2 separate regions of the Mus musculus genome follow, and region 1 is linked to region 2. The links are chromatin contacts, called in public Hi-C maps. All regions are on one chromosome and are shown on one strand. Each heading gives the region's core, a stretch centred on a gene start, on an enhancer-like site or on the middle of the called end of the contact. The rest is flanking DNA. Distances are from core to core; before and after follow the strand shown.

Region 1 (6,275 bases), core at 433-2,932, 43 kb before region 2:
AGTATAAGTACATTATAAATTGACATTACATTTCGATTTTTGTACTCATAACTAATTTTTAACAACTTTAGTCTATATTTTGAGATGCTTAATAATAAAAATTTTAAGAAAGGCTCTCCCAAGGGCACTAGTTACTGAATCAATAAAGGCAGGTTAAGTCAAAGCATGGACAGCCCAAATCTTGAATAAAACCAACACTTTTGTGTAAGCAGACTCTATTGTTCGGTTGTTAAATTTTATTGATATTCTTACTTTGTTTTCAATTTATTTCTCCAATAGACTGAGCCCAGAATATCAAACCAAAATTAAATGAACATAATACAAATATTAAATTCTAGAACATTGGAAATTTGGACAATTTTTTAATCACTTTTAAAAACAAATAGCACAATTGGGTATCAGCTCTTTGTCCTGTTTTGGAAATGATTTTAATAATATTTCTAAAAATAATGCTCATTTTGTTTGTATATTGGATAATTTTCTAAACCGTTACATATAATTGCACTGTATTTTTAAGTTCTTAAGCATTTATACTGTATTATGTAGTCTTTCTCACTTGTTTACCACTGTAAATATGACAGCTCAAAGGGTACGTAACTCTTCCTTTGCACGTATGTGTTTTCCTGGGATAGATTTCTATAGGTTATGATGGTGGTATACCATCAGGTGGGGCCTTGAAGACACTTGTGCTGATGCCCCCTGACAAGAGAGACTCCCTCTGAATATTTGAAAATTTTGCCACAGGATTAGTTTTACTTAGTGGCATCAAAACCAACCTGTTGTTGACTAGGTCACTTTTCCCAAAAGATGCTCACTCTGGCTGCTGTGACAAGCTCAACCTGGTCTTCTCCGTGGTCTTCCAATCCTTAGACCTCTATCCTCTCCAGCATTTCAGCAAAGCAAGGGGGTCTACCTGGTGCTCAGTATATACTTAGCAACACTACAGACCACTGTCTTTTATAAGGAGTTTGTCTGGTAGTCAACTCTTTCACCATCAATACCACTAATAAAAGCCTGTCTTTTCATAGTGTATTTAGGTTACACATATTACACTGTAAGCTCCAGCAAATGACTTCTGTCTTCCTTGGTAATCTATAATAACACTCATTCTTACATCAGCATCTAGCCTGTCATAAGTGCCCAAAATATTCATTGGATATAGCTAATTGGAGCTAACATGAAACTAATCAACTTCTTGGTGTATGTAAGCTACTCAATGACTTTCCTTCAGAAGTAACCCACACTCTCAAAATTTATAAGCAGGGAGATGAGATTATATATTGGTTCACAATGTATACATAGAGAGATCACTTGTAGACAGTGCCTCAGAGTAAATTTGGAGGAAAATCATTGAAAGGTGAAAAGTTCAGTCCCTAGATGTCAAAGACTGTCGTTTCCCTAGTGGTGTTCTTATGTCTAGGGGGGAAAAAAAGGTCACCAAGATAGAACTTAGAACTATAGAAGCTTAGAAAGAATGTAATCACCTTGGCAAACATGGAGAGGACCCATTGAAGCACTGTCTATGGGGAAGGAAGTTCTACCCAGCAGGCTTTGAGTATGCCCAACCCCAAGGGCTAAGCTAACCCCGGAGGACACAGAGAGGTTTAGGCCAAGACCTGTGAGTTCTCTGGTGTTTTGGGTAAGCTCATTCCTGAGATGAGATGGGCACCTCAGGAAGCCTTAACCTGATCCAGGAATACTGCCTTGAGTCACAGCCCCATTCTGATTCTATGGTCACCAGGCAACCTTCTCATTGTGAGTCTGCCTCCCTCCCAGGCGGCTCTGCCAACCAGGGAGAAAACACTGTTGCTATAAAGTTTGACCATTTGATAACTTTTGGTGAATTAATTGTCCCTGATCGAGACAAATCTATTTTAGATTACTAAAAACTAACAAAGGATTTTGGCTACTCCTGGACAGTGGCTGAAATGGTCTTCAAAATATGAGCCTTCAACTGTACCCTAGATCTAAGACCCAGGAGCCTGCCTCACTTCAAGAAGTTTCTCCCCCCAAAAGAAAATCATTTCCCAATTACCTTCTTTTGGTGTTTAGGAAGCTGCCGGGAGACTACCTGAGTAAGGTATGTAAACCATTCTCATGAGCTAAAACCACCTTCAATGGACTGAGGTGCTGCACTTGCGTCTGAGTATTTAGTGTGAAGTGAAACCACTTCGTCTGCATGCAGGGCATGTGTCAGAGCGAGGGCACTGTTTCTTAGGTCTGTGAGTAGTATTTCATAGAAAGGAATGAAGCCCATTTGTCCCTGTCCTGTAATGACAATTATGTTCATGACACCAATTCTTAAGCTCACAAATGTTTCTGCAAGTTAGGAACACAGCCTCTCCCCAAATTGGGAATGGCCTGGCCTGTTCCTCCCTGTTTAGGTAGATTCTATTTTATAGTAACTATACCTAGCCAACTCACACTCTAATGAGCAGAAATTACCGAAGAAAGCACCTTGAAAGGTATGCAGCATCAATCTCTTAGGTTGATGACTTCAGCATATTTAAAAGATAGACTCTCCTTCCTTCTATAATTCGCCCTCCAAGTAACTCTACACACTGATAGGATAGAGTCCCAACATGAACACAGGCCTGCCATGCAGAGTCCCATTGTCTGGTTCTCATGTGCTAAAATCTGAAAGGAGTCCACACAGGGTCATTTGGGGGAAAGTCATATGTGACTGGGGACAGAGCACCTTTATTTTCCATTTGGCTCATAGTGAGCTAAGCACTGTATGTCATCAAAATTTCACCCCTTACAGATCCTGTACAATGACGTGAAAAGTAGGCCTTCTCACTGCAGCAATGTACACTTATCACAAGTACAGAGTAAGTGCTCCGTGAACGTACAGTGCAAGTTTCCCTGTGTGGGTGAAAATACGGCATCTTAAAAACTTTAATAGTACGTGATTTTAATCAATAATTGAAAAAGAGATGTTTCTTAAGGAAAAGAACATTTACCCCAAGAGGAAACAGAGCTTCGCTTTCCAGCAATGAGCCTTTGGGTTTGGACCCTGAAGTTATCTTTGAACCGTTTCTCGTTTGGCGACTACTGAGAAGAGGCTGCAGACGAACCGGAGGCTGCATATTTCCTGGGGCAGTATATGGTCGAGGGGCTGTCTAGACGATGATGGGGGAAAATTCCATTTAAATTAGTACCTTGACATGTTTCCAGAACCAATTAATAACCCAACAAATTACCCAGAGTAATTAATGGTGCCTTTTTACTGAACAGATTAAACTTTAATTATATCCTTCCATTATATCTACCCTTCTGACCCCAAAGTATTTGTTAAAACATATGGTGTTGAAGTCTTCTACATAACCAAATACCCTGGATGGAGCCCTCTAGACAAAAGAGATGGCCTCTACTGTAGTCCTATATTTTTGCTCATAATGTAAATTCTTTATTGTGCTGAATATGGGCAAAAAAATGGCTTTGCTCAATTAAATGTTAAGTTAAATAATGTCCTCTTTCAGAGAACTGAAAGGATATTATTGGAACAGACTCATTTCAGTTTCAATGTTTTCAATATAAAATCTACTTTGAATTCATTACGCGGCAAGGTTGGCACCCAAAGTAAAAGCAGACACCAGGAAAGGCAGGTGCTTGGCTATAATGTACCACCAATTACATATCTTCAACTGCTTTCTAAAAATGTAAGAAAACAAGATGAAACATTATAGCTGACCAAACTGGAATGCACGACATAAAAATGGATGTTTCCACACTGAGAGTTGTCCATTTGTTCTTCTAGATCCCCTGTCTACCTTCTCTGTCTGAGGAGCTCTGGGCCCTGTAAGCAATTTCTTAAGGAATTTACTAACCAACCTCAGGACTGAAATTAGATTCTACCAAGGAGAAGAAGGATATCAGAGAAGATTGGAAGATGAAATGGAGGCCTTTATTTCCATAATCCTGCAGGGCAGAAATGGTTTCTACCACCTAAGTGTTTATGCTTCTATGGGGAAGTCCTTACCTGCTATGGGACCTACCTACTTCTTCTAGAACTCAATCCTTCCCATCCAGACTCCTCTTCAACCTAGGGACTGTGGCTTTCCATTGTGCTGACCCCAGCAGGCTTACCATCCCTAGTTGGCTTTTCTTCACCCTGCTGTATCTTCCTAAATAGTTTATTAAACAACTTTGTAATTACTCTATTTGTATGAGCCATCTGTTTCCTGCTGAGCCCCCAACAGAGACACTTTCCAATCAAGAATGTACTGCAGCGAATACAAAAAGTGCCAGCGTGGAACATTATAAGTGCCTTTGGGAGCATCAACAGAATATTATAAGTTTAGTATAAAGATTAGCAATGCGTCAAAAGTGGAAAAAAAAATAAAGCTTTGGCCCAGTTGTCCTATTCTACTAAGACAGTAGAAAACATGCCAAGAATAGGGCAGGCGTATGTGGGCAAAGTGGTGTGAGATAGATGGTATATAAATGATTCATGAATAGAATTTTGTACATTGACTCTAAAGGGTGGTGAGCCACAGATCTTCCATTCTGCAAAAGCATATATAAATAAACACATGAAAAACCTGGCAGCCAGAAACTCCTACCAAGCACTGGCTCTCATAACATCTTGAGAAACATGCGTGCACACACTGCTAAAACTTTTGATTTCAACAGTAGGCAATACTGAATCTCCATCCTAGGCCAAGTAAGGAGATAAAAAGTAATATGTAACATCCAAAGATTCTATTAATCAATAGGGCTGATTAATGCCAGAGAGCATGACTTAGAATAATGCTCTCATAATAGTTACAGTGAACCAAGGAGGCTAAGAAAAACTAAGTTCTCACAGAAGCAGGTAAAATTTTAGCCAAAGATGAGGAAGATGGTCATTTGAAAATCCAAATAAGAGCCAGTTCTGAGCCAGGATCACAGAAGAGCAGCAGAGACCACCCTGCCCAGTATTTGCTCTCCTTCCTTCTCCAGTCACAGAATTTTCATTTGTGAACATGGTTGGCACAAAGAGTATGTTCCCCAGACTTCCCCACAACTCTGTAAGGAGATGGCTTCTCACTTAAGGCTAGAAAAATGTCAGCGAAAGTAACTCATGCAACTTGCAGTTCACTCGTAGCAAAGGGAAGCACATCCTTACTTTCCTGCTGACCCCTTCCCTCAGGCTGGAACATCCACATGGTGATACACAGCTCTGGCTGCTGTGGATGAAGCAGGCACCCCAATTTGGTGGGTGAGTAACACAGAGGAATCCAGGTGTTTGATGACTTCATAGAGTCACCTAAGACTCATGGGCATGGGTTGGGGTGGAGATGAAACCCTATGAGTAAGTCATTGTTACTTGGGTCTCTTGTGGGGTAAATATGAAATGCCTCCCACTGGCTTTTTCAACACTTGGTCCAAAACTGGAGTTGCTCTTTTGGGTTTTTGTGGGTCCGTTGCTAGGAAGAGGCTGGCTAGAAGAAGATTTTCTCTGAAAGGCAAGCCTCAGTGTCTACAGTGTCTCTATGCCTGTCTCTGCTTATTGTTCTGACAAGATGTGAGGAAAAGAGTCCTAGATCCATGCCCCCTGCACAGTAGAGCTGCCTGCTGCCTGTCTTCTCCATGTGGACTCTATCTCCTCAAGCTATATGCCAGGCAGGCTCTTCTTCTGTAGTAATTTCTTGAAGATATTTTGTCTCACTAACAAGGAAAGTAATAAATACAAACCTGAAGCACCACAAACACATGTGGATCAACTGGAGTAACATACAAATCTGAGATAACAAGAGATAAGACTATAGAGAGATCTTAAAACTCATGTACAGAAACTGAATGACATTTCTAAATAATAGACTCAAATCACCCAAAAGAGCTCTTGTGGACTTTACCTGACCCAATTTTCTCTTGAGGCTGTCTGGTAATCCCAAACATGAAAATCGAGTGTAGAGATCCAGGAGAGCGGGTTACTACAAACCAGAACACTATCTTTCAGTGGCTGTGCTCTTAATTTTACTTCTGTGCATTTGCATACAAATATCATCCAGTTAGATGGATGTGGCAGTCAAATGCTCAACTGATCACATTTATCTCTAAAAACAAATCTGTCCCATTAAGTAGCAGCTGTGAGCCCCAAACTCTGGTGGTTCATATCAGAGGCTACCTTAAGCTTGCTGCATTTTACAATGTGTAAATATATTTCTCTATAATAAATATGGCACCATCTTAATGTGCTCAAAGCTGTGCCAAAATGTGAGTTGAAATTGGCTACCTGGTAATTACTCAGCTTAGCCAAGCTTTGCTGATTCTCAAGAGGGTCACAGGGG
Region 2 (5,994 bases), core at 343-2,842:
CTTGAGGCTCACTGTACAAGCAATGATTTGGTAACAATTTTCTAGAAGCCTAAAATCCTAACACCAACAGAATCACAGTAAAGCATGACTATTCAAAGTGCTCTGTTCAGCTTGTCACATCCCCTCCTCTCTCTGCAGAAGACACATTAGTCCAATGAGCCAAGCTCCCAGATGAGTTACTTTGGGCCAAGTAGCAACAATGTTGCCAGTGAAGGATGTGTCTCCTTTCTGGACTGGAGGGAGACAAGAGTGAAAAAAAAGATCAGTTTTCCAAAGCTGGAATATTCTGCTTGACTGTTTTAGGTGAAGGTACAAGTTCTTGAAAATTGTTTAACCTATAAAACCAACATGGGGTTCTACACATAATTCACTACTCAACTGCTTTACATGTGCTTCGCTTGGATAATAAAGACAAATAAGCCAAGGGAAGGAAGAAAACAACTAGGGAGAGTGTGTTGACACACCCAAGTCTGGAGACACTGCATAACCTCATTATCAAACGCAGTTTGGACAGATAGTCACTTATGCAAAAAATAAAGAATAACTATTCAAATATACTTACCTTAAATGCTGCACTTGAATACACAGTACAAATATATGTCTGATCACTTTACGTCTTTGCTAGTTGAGAGTTTTCCTTGAACTAGCCAACTGTTCTGCTATTTGTAGTAAAGTATGCACACAGTCATACCATTTGGGGATTTACAATCTGAAGAAAAAATGACAAAGACACTCACAGAACACAGTGTAAAGGCTGCGGTGTGTGCTCTGCTTCTTTGTGCTGATTTTAGTGCCACTTAAATGTGAGAGTTTCCCTTTACACTTGGTATTTATGAAATCATCACATACCATGTAGTATTCTGCAATCTGTGTAGGGGAGGAAAGATGCTCAGGGAGGGAGGAGCCACGATTCTCACTCCATACCATATGTCTTGGTCTGGATCGAAATGAGTCACAGAAGACTCAAAACTAACTACAGAATTTGAGGTTTTCCTTAGAAGTGACTTTCCAGAATCCTAAAATCCTAACACCAACAGAATTATCCACCTAAAGCCAACAATTATTCAAACCACAATGTTCAGCTAAAAATTTGAAGGTTCAGAAATACATGCTCCCTCAGGCTTAGATTATCCTGGTGCTATGTTAGGAGTTAAGAATCCAGTCAGAAAAGCTGTACTTTCCCTTTTTGCTCTTAGTCCAAATAACCTGAAGAATACTCAGTCTCTCCTTCCTGTGTTCCTAAGCAGAGGCTCAGAGAACAGATGAGAGCAGGGGACCCTACAAGACCTTATGATGATGCTGGTCTCTAAATCAGTTTGTAAACTTGGATTTGCACAGTCACAGGATACCGTAAAAGACTTTCCTGGAGACACTTGAGCAAGGCTAGCTTCAGTAGACGTCTAACTCTACTCTCAGCTTCCTCCTGTGCTTTCTTAAAATGGGAAATGTTTACTTCACTCATCCCCACATCCTCATACCTGCCCCACTACAAATTATAACCCCCCTTCTGCTTCCATGAAGGTGAGGTAGCCCACACTCTCTGTTATCCCACTGGGGAGCATGGGGCTTAGGAAAGGAGAGGTGTGAAGGGACAATCTTACGTATAGTCTAGGGGTTGCTACAACAAACACCTTCCACACCGGGCAACTAGTCTGAATAAAAATCCAAAAGCTCCCAATTCATTGCCTCAGAAGCAGCTGAAAGCTCTGGGGAGCCATTAAACTGAACATTTATGGGGCCCAGGTGCCTGAGGTTTTGATGCTCAGCTCTGAAGGACTTCAAAGCAATGCTATTACCAGGACAAACGCCCCTCCCCACTCGCATCTCTTTGTATGAATGGGTTTGTTCAGAATAAGGAAGAGTCATGGTATCCATACTAAAAAGAACATTTAGGATTGTGGCATAAGATCAGAGGAGAAGCCAGGGCTAGCGAACCTGTTAAATCCAACCATTAAGTGGAACCAACTTGTTTCCTAAAATTAGCACGTTGGCCTTCAGAAGAACTACCAAACAAATTCAGATATTTAAAAAATAGCAACTCTGAAATTCTGTATTAAAGGGATGATTTGGGGGATCGGCATGAGCAGTGAACTAGAATCTTCTGCTGAGGGCCTGATGGTTAAGGATGGAGGGAAAGACCCTGAAGACTGCTCAAGCGTGTAATGGACACATCTATTGTGCACAAATGAGTGGATTACAGTGTCACCAGGGAATCTACATACTCTCTAAAGATGCACAACTGATACTATTTGGCTCTCTGGAGTTATCAGGAAATACAACAGTTTAAAGCTATATTTTCTGCATTTTTCCTTGTTATGAAGTATAACTTTTCTCTCTTCTTTACTCAAAAATGTATATTTGATGGCTCTTCTCAGTCGATTGGCTCTCTCAGACAGAGACCCAAAGCCAGGTAGATTCAGAGATGAGCATGAAGAAAGGGCTATATGTTTTATTCTTATCTAAGCTGGAGGATGCAAGAGTCCCCATTCCATCCTGAGTCAGAGTGCCTCAAACTCATATAGAACCAGCAAAGTGGGTGGGACCTAGTAAACTGGAGGGTCCATGAATTCACTCTAAAACTCCTTTCATTTCAGACAGTAGAACTGGCGATGATGTTTCATAGTTGGTATCCACCAAACGGAGAGGCAGCGGAACCGTGACGTCTATGTTATCTTTGCAAGACTTTTTAGGATCATTTTTATTTACTCCCAAACTCCATCTGAACAAAGCCCGCATGGGGCCCTGTGTGCCTTTTATATCCAGTGTTTGATGATGTAATTAAGTAGGTGAGCAACTCCGAGGGGAGAAGAGCCAGGGGAAAGCATCAGCCGCTACTACCCGACAGGAGGAAGTTCAGATGCACAATATCTGGTTTATGGTAAAACTGCACTTTATTGCCATCTTATCTTTAAAATGTAATAATTATGAATGATGAAGAAGGCATCTCAGCTTTGATGAGACCCTTTATTTGCTACTCAAACTTTTACTATTTCCAAATGGTAACATAAACAAGAGAAATAATTACCCCTTTTATTTGAGGAGGAGACTTGCGTCAATTTGAGTGCTTTTGTTCTTGGGTGAAGTTTAAGGCATGTAGACTAAATACATTTCTGCTTATGGTTTCCATTTGTTTGTTTGTTCCCTTATTTTGAAATAGAGTCTCCTCGTGGAGCTCTGGCTAGCCTGGAGCTTCCTAGGTGCAGGAGATTGGTCTTGAAATCATAGAGACCTGTCTAGTTTTGCTTTTCAAGTGATGAGAGTTAACATTGTAAGCCCTGTAGCTCGCATCTATTTACTTTTACAAAGCAATCACAACGTACTTACACAGGCACTATTAAAAAATTATTGCCATCCTCTATAGTAATATTTGGTCACTGTGTCTGCAATTTATCAGATGTTGATCTGATCTGAATGAAAGTTCTACACATTAATGCTCATGTATATTAGATTATTGCATGGGATGATGAAGGGCACAAGCTGACCAGAGACGCTGGCTTTATGTTTCGGCCCTGGCCCTTCAAGCTGAAGCATCTTAGAAACCTCTCGGTCCTGATCTTCACTGTCTGTGGAAACCTCAGTCATTACTCTCTCTTTTTCTGTAGTCAATGAAATATCTCATGTTTACACCAGAGCCGAACCTGGCTCGCATACGTATTGAATGTCTGCTCTAACAAGCTTTTCTTTGGTGACCACATGCCCTATCAGCCAGTACCACTCATTCAACCAGTGACTCTTAAGCTTACCCTTACCCTGAACAGTCCTAGATACAGAGAAGCAAAGCATATAAGGCATGGAGCTAATACTTCAAGAAGCTTTGCATCTTAGTGCAGGATGTGTGTGCCAACCCCACATCCTCCTTGAACAGTGCCGCACAGTGCGCATGTTTATTCAGTCCCCTTTCCCCGTGTGCTCGTAACTAGTGAGGCTTCAGAAAATTTTGACTTCTGTTTCTGAAATCTTAATCCTGGCACAGTGTAATAAGCAAATGCAGGTTTGCCTGTATTTTCACATAAATGATTAAATGGAATAATCAGATTCTAACTTAGTCAAAAACTTGACAAACATAGGAAGAGACCGTGACGGACACATTCATTTTCCTGGATTCAGACAAAGTGCCAACAGCATCTGCAGAAAACATGTTATTCCCATCCCATGGGACCCATGGCCAACTACAGTTGCTCAGAAACTCAGCAGCAAAACATCAAAGCACCAAAATTCGATTTAGCACGGTGCCCTTACTTTCCAAAATGTTCTGAAACCACCTTCCAGCAGGACAGCTTAGAGGGCTCTGGACTGTTCAAACATTACTGTTTCCTGTCCTTTCCCTGGGAAAAAGTAAGATCCTCTAGTGTGACTGTAAATCATGAGAGCAATAATGAATATGGTGTCTCAGACACCACCAATCCACTGCTCCTTCACATGTGTAGTAAATGGACTTGAAAATCATTTTCAAATTACTTGAAAAACCGAAGAGGGGAGGGGAGTGCTCTGTGTACTAGATACATTTGGTAATAAACGCTGATCTAATGTGTGTTGCACACTTAATTCAAAAGGCAAGAGGATGCTCTTCCTTTCACAGAGAATGAAGACCTTGTTTGTGTAATAACCAACAAAGAGTGCTCACTGTCTATTATGCTTTGAATGTTGCTAATATGCCTTCTGAAGAGTCGCCCACAGGAGACTGTCTGGGTGCATGAGCACCTCATTCGTTGAACTCTTCCTCTTGCCAGCCATACCACTTTCCTGGGCCCAGGTGGTTCTAAAGAAGGCTTTATGGTGCTTCTGCAACTAGGAAGATACATCCTGACATAAGGGGCCTCCCTCCTACAAGGAGACCTTCCTAGACATAGAAACAACCTTTCCTTTGTATGCAAGCCACAGAGAGAATTTATTTCTGTCTCGAATCTCCCAACAAATGCGTATTTCAGTAACTTCTACTTTAGCATTTAAACACTTGCGTTCCACGCTGAGGGACATTCATCCCAGCTGACATTCGTCCCTGCTTATTGTACGCGGTTTTCACATCCATTTTTCCTGTCTTTCCAGGCTGAGAATTTCAAGAGTGGCGAATGTTATGAAGAAGCGAGGATGGGTAGGGAGGAGATAGGACGCCTGGGATTTCTGCCATCCTCCTGCAACCTAGAATCTGTGTATGTTTTCCCCTCCCCGAGCTCTCCCTCCCTCTCCCTGCCGCCCCAGAGCTCCGCAGCAGGAGGGAGGAGGAGGAGAGCCGCTGGCTGAAGCCGCCACCTGCCACAGCTAGGCAAAGCCAGTTGTCACTTACCCAGCGGGGTGAGAATGGCTCATTTTTGCAGAATCCTTTTCAGACCCCGCTGCAGGTGCAGATGCGGCTAGCGGTGGCTTGCTGCAGTGGCGGGGACTCGGGGCACCTGGGCTGGGCTCCGCCCTTCCTCACCCGGGCTCCCCGCAGCCTCCCGGTTGCTACTCCGTGGCGTCCACAGACTCCCAGTTGCTAAGGGAGGAGGAAAGGCACGCACCTAGGGCTGGGAGAAGCAGCGGTGCTGCTGGAACCAAGCCTAGGCAAGCTGGAAAAGAAGCCTGCTCCAACCCTACTCGCTGGGCCGTGATATGGGAGGATATGGGAGGAGGTCCAGCAGGCCGCAGTGCGGTTCCTCTAGGATTACCGTTCCCTAGGCACCTGAACCCTGAAGAAAACACACAAACACACACACACACACACACACACACACACACACACACACACACACACACACACCTTTCTGGCTCAACTTCTTCTTGCTAGGCCCCTGACTGGATGATGTCTGTTGGCAGGAGAGCCAGGAAAAGCCACAGCCAGGTGCCTTGGTTTCCGTTCCTCCTAAAAACAGACCCAGAACACTCGTGCATGAATGATCTGTTTTCCCTCTGTATGGGTGGCAGCTTTTGTTTCTATAGCTGCAAAGAATTGCCATCAGCTTTCTTCCTCCCTGGAAGTCCCCATCTTTGTGTCCCAGGTCCCCATGCCAGCAAGAC

What was found. A called contact is a pair of places that touch in the nucleus more often than the background predicts.
Region 1: a contact with region 2 is called in a Hi-C map of olfactory sensory neurons, with 2.0 times the contacts expected there. The contact joins the promoter of Erich3 here to the enhancer-like site in region 2. A contact is called at or near these places in 1 of 39 promoter capture datasets (hippocampal neurons), 1 of 15 datasets of contacts at CTCF or cohesin (the NIH/3T3 cell line), 13 of 484 Hi-C or Micro-C datasets (the AtT-20 cell line, bone marrow-derived dendritic cells, brain and 8 more), 1 of 115 datasets of contacts at active chromatin or transcription factors (neural progenitor cells) and 3 of 9 other capture datasets (adipose tissue, liver and pancreatic islet).

Annotation. Positions count from the first base shown.
Region 1 is chr3:154,706,540-154,712,814 of GRCm38.p6, reverse strand. It overlaps Erich3 (glutamate rich 3), which reads right to left and starts at 1,682. Exons shown (of 7, transcript NM_175176.3): 1 at 1,485-1,682. The coding sequence starts at 1,496. Gm20389 (predicted gene 20389) reads left to right here and starts at 1,468. Exons shown (of 2, transcript NR_166197.1): 1 at 1,468-2,080; 2 at 3,761-4,159.
Region 2 is chr3:154,663,574-154,669,567 of GRCm38.p6, reverse strand. It overlaps a transcript of Erich3 not described here. Among named protein-coding and RNA genes, the nearest start is that of Erich3, 45 kb to the left of the region's middle. Within about 2 kb of position 1,592, at least 8 of the 459 cell types and tissues checked have an H3K27ac peak or open chromatin away from gene starts, as enhancers often do. A contact at or near this core is called in the NIH/3T3 cell line and olfactory sensory neurons, where this site is marked.